Linked DNA regions of Zea mays: region 1 is linked to region 2. A link is a contact called in public Hi-C data. All regions are on one chromosome and are shown on one strand. The core of a region is the stretch at or near the end of the contact, and the rest is flanking DNA. Distances in the headings are between cores, read along the strand shown. Region 1 holds the start of LOC100279026. Region 2 overlaps LOC103647891 (a long non-coding RNA gene).

The links. Hi-C and Micro-C count contacts between places; a contact is called where the count stands out from the background.
Region 1: a contact with region 2 is called in a Hi-C map of ear, with 2.2 times the contacts expected there. The contact joins the promoter of LOC100279026 here to the enhancer-like site in region 2. A contact is called at or near these places in 3 of 25 Hi-C or Micro-C datasets (ear and leaf).

What each region holds. Positions count from the first base shown.
Region 1 is chr2:220,585,222-220,587,921 of Zm-B73-REFERENCE-NAM-5.0, reverse strand. It overlaps LOC100279026, which reads left to right and starts at 1,353. Exons shown (of 2, transcript NM_001371669.1): 1 at 1,353-1,548; 2 at 1,662-2,091. The coding sequence starts at 1,402. The coding sequence ends at 1,823.
Region 2 is chr2:220,373,746-220,376,445 of Zm-B73-REFERENCE-NAM-5.0, reverse strand. All of the region lies in intron 3 of LOC103647891 (a long non-coding RNA gene), which reads left to right. Among protein-coding and RNA genes, the nearest start is that of LOC103647891, 3.5 kb to the left of the region's middle. Within about 2 kb of position 1,300, at least 8 of the 20 cell types and tissues checked have an H3K27ac peak or open chromatin away from gene starts, as enhancers often do. A contact at or near this core is called in ear, where this site is marked.

The DNA.
Region 1 (2,700 bases), core at 104-2,603, 210 kb before region 2:
TTTTTGTCTTGTCGAGTGGGTTTGCTAAAATGCCAACTAATCGATCTTTGTTCCTGATGAACTTCACATTGGTCATGCCACTATATATAGACCCCGAACTAAATGATACTTTAGCTCAATAAACTTACTCTGTGTAGTATTGAATTACCAAAAACAGACTTGTTTTTAACCCTCATAGGTGCTACACTTTCTGCTCCTCTCAATTTTGCTAGCACCTGAGCCAGCGATAATGCTTCACAGGTTGTATTGGATGCCACAAATATACCCAACTTCCCAAGTGGATTATGCCACCACTTTCTACTTCGTTGATTGCCAGGTGGTGAGACTGACAATGAAAAAAAAGATAACTCCTATTGTGCTTTTGAAAGGAAAATGACTTTAACTATTTTCTTTAAATTGATTTTATGCTTGATAACCATCACAACCTAATGGACTAACTAGTTTGACTAGTTGATTGTTTCACAGATGTCAACTGCCCGTAATAACGTAGATTATTTCAGACAAGAGAACTTTTTGGAGAGTTCACCTGTGCGCAGACCGACCGGGCCGACCATCCGCGACAACTTTATTCACCTCGGACAGGAACTATGTTGAAAACTACATTTCTATCACGGACTATCCGAAGGAGAGAAGACCATCATCCAGGACCAAGCGCGGACCGTCCGGCACACAGGCGTAGACCGTCTGCCCGTTGAAATCCAAAAAACGAAGGTGCTAGATTCGATAAAATTAATTTGTAGTGTCCTCATGGACCTTTCGGGGTGCACGATAGGACCGTCCGCGACTGCTTTATCTGATATCTGACAACATATTTAATGAATTTATAGTTGTTGATATAGCCGTCACTGCTGATTGTTGCGATTTCAGCCGTTGATTGAAGGGACAGACCGTCCGGGCCAGGAGATGGAGAATGGATCGTCCGCAAGTGGCGGAAGTGGGCAATGGCTAGGAAGTGGTTGATGATCATAAATATAACTCCAACCACCTATATTCATATCATCTAAGCATTTCTCTCATCCACATTCAATATAAGAGCAAGGACTTCACTCTAAGTCACATTCAAAGTTTTCAAACTTCTCTAAATGCTATAATTATGACTGGTGATCATTAGTGATCGGTGACTTAAAAAGTCTAAACATTAGTAAGCTAGTATTCCTAGCAAACCAGATTTTCTTTTTTGCTTTATAAAGGAGATGTTTGATTTCTAGAGATTAATTTTTAGTCTATCTATTTTATTTTATTTATTTATTTAAATTATCAAATACCGTTCTATATTTAACAATTTAAAGATTAAAATGAAATAGAAACCAAACACGAAAACAGCTTTTCCCTCCGTAAAAATAGCCGCACCCCCTACCCAAACCACCGGCGCGCACGCCAAGCGGTGAAGCAGCATCGGCCATGGAGGAGACCAAGCCAGCGCCAGAGGCCATGCTCCGCTGCGCCAGGGCCGCGCTCCTCCTCGCCTCCCTCCGCCGGCCACGCGCGCCGACGCCGACACAGGATCGCCGCCGGACCTCCTACTCTCCCTCCTCGGCCGCCGCAGCGGTAACTCCCCCTAACCCCTCGTCCTCGCCCGCTATCGGCCCCGCGCATGTTTGCTACGCACGCCGCTCCCCTTCCATCTCTTCGAAATGACCGTGCGCGAGCTTGCGCTGCAGGAGCTCGCGCGGCTCCGGTCCGAGGGGCTCCTCCGCAGCGCCGAGATCGCAGCGGCGCGGCGCGAGGCCGCTGCCCACGCGCGGGTCGCCGGCTCCGAGCTGCTCCTCGTCCTCGCCGTGGCGCCCGCCGTCCTCCTGCTCCTCCTCCTCGGGCTTCTCTAAGCCAGCGGCGGCGTGGGTAGCGCGGGGGCTGGAGTCTGGGGCCGCCTCTCCTCTCCGTGAGTTCAGTTTTGGAGTGCACTAGGTGTTCGATGAAATGCATGTTTGAGTGTGGCGGCGAGTATATAAGCATCAGATTTGTCCCCCTTTTGTTTTGGCTGCATTGCCCTGTGGACAAATGTGGTCTGGGTTTCTGTGCGGTTTGGGCATTCGACGAAAAGCCTGTTCGTGTTTGGTGATTTCATTTCAATTTGATTCCGGTGCTTGTTGCCAACAGAAAGCTGTGCGTCCTGGACTCCGGTCTCCGGGAGATGTTGCATGTTTCGTCGATGCACATTGGTCAGATTCAGAACGGGACGATGCAGCCAAATATATTCCCCGTGAATTGGTCTGACGAAGTAGATTGTGCTGTGCCTGCCCTTGTAGGATTATGTATGGGTTGCTATGGAACGGATGATACTTTGTGGTGCTGGCAGCACAGCAGCATCAGAGTAATGTTTCTCCTCAGTTGAATTCATAGGAACTCGATCGTCGGCCAGGACTCAGGAGCCCAGGATCACCAACCCTACTATAAATGTGCGATGCAATACGCAGACAACACTAGGCGTTTCTTTCTCCCGAGCCCATGACTCTGTGTCGCTCACACTAGTGTATATGTAGACCTGTGTATCTGACGTAACATTAATTCACATAACCCGTCCACCCAGGCTCAGATACGGTTATTTTGAGGCATACAAACTGTCGGGTACCCCAGTACTCCTAAATATGACTGGAGAACATCTTTAAAACAAACTATAAAAACTGGTAAGCACGATTCAAATCAAGACCTCGTTTACCAAGGGATGAGGTCCCGTCTCACCCGAGCCCAGCCTCGGGCAAG
Region 2 (2,700 bases), core at 51-2,550:
GTGGCCTTTTCATGACCCTGTGGGTGAGATTTTCGGTTATTAAATAAATATTTTGGGGGAGGCTTTCCCCAGGAGTCCTTAAGACAGCGTTTTGAACCACTTAACAGAAAAAGGTAGCTGAGATGAGAATACCCATTTGTAAAAAATTTCAGGCTATGCATCAGTTAGATTAGAAAGTTGTAATCTGTACATGTCCCTGAGTACCTCAGAGAAAAAAGGCAGGGAGAAGTACATAGCATCTCCAACTAACTGAGACATTATATGAATCTATAAACCATGGATCTCATGGATCTAAACATTGAAGAGGTTTGTACTTTGTAGCCAAATTTTTACTTACGAATGGCATATACAGTCGCAGAAGTCCTTGTGGTTCACAGGCAAACAATTCGTATGTCACCCATTCCTTTGTCAGCGTGTTTGTCAGAGATATTATGCAATTGTTTGTCTATATTGTACTTGTAACAAACTCGGGTATTATTTGACATTACTCAAGGAAGCCGAAAAGCATGGAATGTGTCTTGAAGAAGTGAATGGAACGAGAACAACCATCTCAAATCTTGGAGGAGTCATATTTGACATTACCCTGAAATGACACTCTGACCTTTGACTCGCCTTTGTCAAAATGCTTGGGTGGTTATTTGTCAAAATGCGGGTAATTCGAAGTTCCGCATTATGGTGAGCTGGAGATGTGGCAGTTGTATTGTATCTCTGTAGAGGAGGAAGCACTCACTACCTCGCTGTCACAGTAAGAACACTACCCAGTGATGGTTTTTGATTGATATGCCGATTTGGTGTGGCCTTCTACTGTTTGACCACTTCATCCTTTTAGCTAATATAAGATATAACAATCGTCAATTCACTAGCAGTGATGTTACAACTTTCTCAGACTATCTATCGGTGAGATGACCAGACTCTGGAAGTTGTGGCAAAGAGTTGCCGAAAGCAGCGGCATCATGTATGAGTTGCAGATGCTCGTCTGAATTCTGAAAAAGGCTCTGGATTACCATGAGCTCGTGCTTGATGCAGTACCATGTTACATGTAAAACACTAATCGAACAGAAACCATCAGCAACCCACCAATTTTCCGCCTTGTTCTCTAGCCTGTTCTTGGTTCTTTGCTACATCGATCTGTAAGCTTGCCGAGACAGCTTGTCAAGACCTCCCTGACGCAACCTTGTCACTTGGGCGTCGGGACACAGTTTTATCGGCTTTCCTGGACGCAGCCTGAAACCAGATGGACATGTTCTGTATGGATCAGAGCTGTCAGTGATGCATGCATTGCAGTGCTTTAGCTGCAGTTTGAACAGGCCTGAACAACGTCGAAATTTATGGAGCGATGATGCAAGGTCTATATCCCGGAACTGCCAGGTGTTGTTGACACATAACTCTAGTGTTCATGATCATCGGGAATAACATACCACTAGGTTGGTATTACTAGATCTCATAATAAAATACGAAAATCAAGTATAAACCCGTTCCATCAAACACAGATAATTTTTTATTGATGTCAGTAGTTCGGGAGTCATGTTAGAGACCGTGTAATGTTTCAGTGGACGTAGGGCGTCAATAATAATACGAGTAGCTAGCTCATAGCAAATTTTATTCAGCAAGAATAAGAGACACACACAGATAAAACTATGCAATGTAATTTTGGGTTTAGTTTGTTCTAGTGTGACCGACAGTGCCTCTTACTATGAGGTTCACTGAACATAGAATTGTGCTTTTCAGGATCATACAAGAAAAGGCATCATGGCTGATTAGTTTCTTTTAGCCTCTCCTTTTTTCCAGCGCATCCGATGCTGGGAGGGTGAGGTCAGAGGAAGGAGGATGCCAAGAAAGAGGGATGCATCCATCCAAGCAACTGAAAGGAGGAGGGAAAAAGTGTGCACAAAAAGAAGAGCAAAATTTACTGGAGGGTACTGAGCCTAAAAAGCAAAAGTGAAATGAAAAAAAAGAGGAAGGAAGCAACCGTGAGGTCTCTCATCTTCACCACACACCAGTTGGGTGCCATGGCAAGCAAACAGCCTTCTGCAGCTGCAGCATCGAATTCCATTCCATTGCATTGCATAGTAGGGTTTCAGGTTCCTTCCATTGTTTACTCGCTTTCCATGTCTGGCTGCAGAGATTCCCTTGCGAAAAGCCCAAAACATGTTGCATATAAACACATAGAGAGAGGTTGATTGGTTGGGCAATGATTGGGTGCATACATGAGAGAAGAATTCCATGCCATTACATTATGCAAGGCACATGCCTGCCTCCATAAGACCATAGCAAACATGCATGTTGTTTAGGGTGCAGCACAGTTCTTGCCTGATGATAACAAAGCCATTATCCATGCAATGCATTGTTACGTTGCACGCAGAGTTGTCTCGCCCAATGGCCACACAGCCTCCTCTTACCTTGGGATAACATATACAGGCACATAGAATCCCTGCCTGTACGTACACGCAGTAGCCAGCTACTAGTAGAAGTATGCACCAAACTCTGCTGCCCAAATACCAACTGATTGATCTGACCTGATCAACGACACAGGCGAGATCTTTTGGTTGCTTGTCAATTTATGAGATGTATTAATAACAGGTGACTGGATGAGGTGCCGGTGACACCATCCCTGCTGTTCTATCAGCTCCAGCCCAGCCCAGGCCACCACAACGCATACTTTTTTTGCAGGTGAGGTCGGCATGGACAAAATCCAACTGG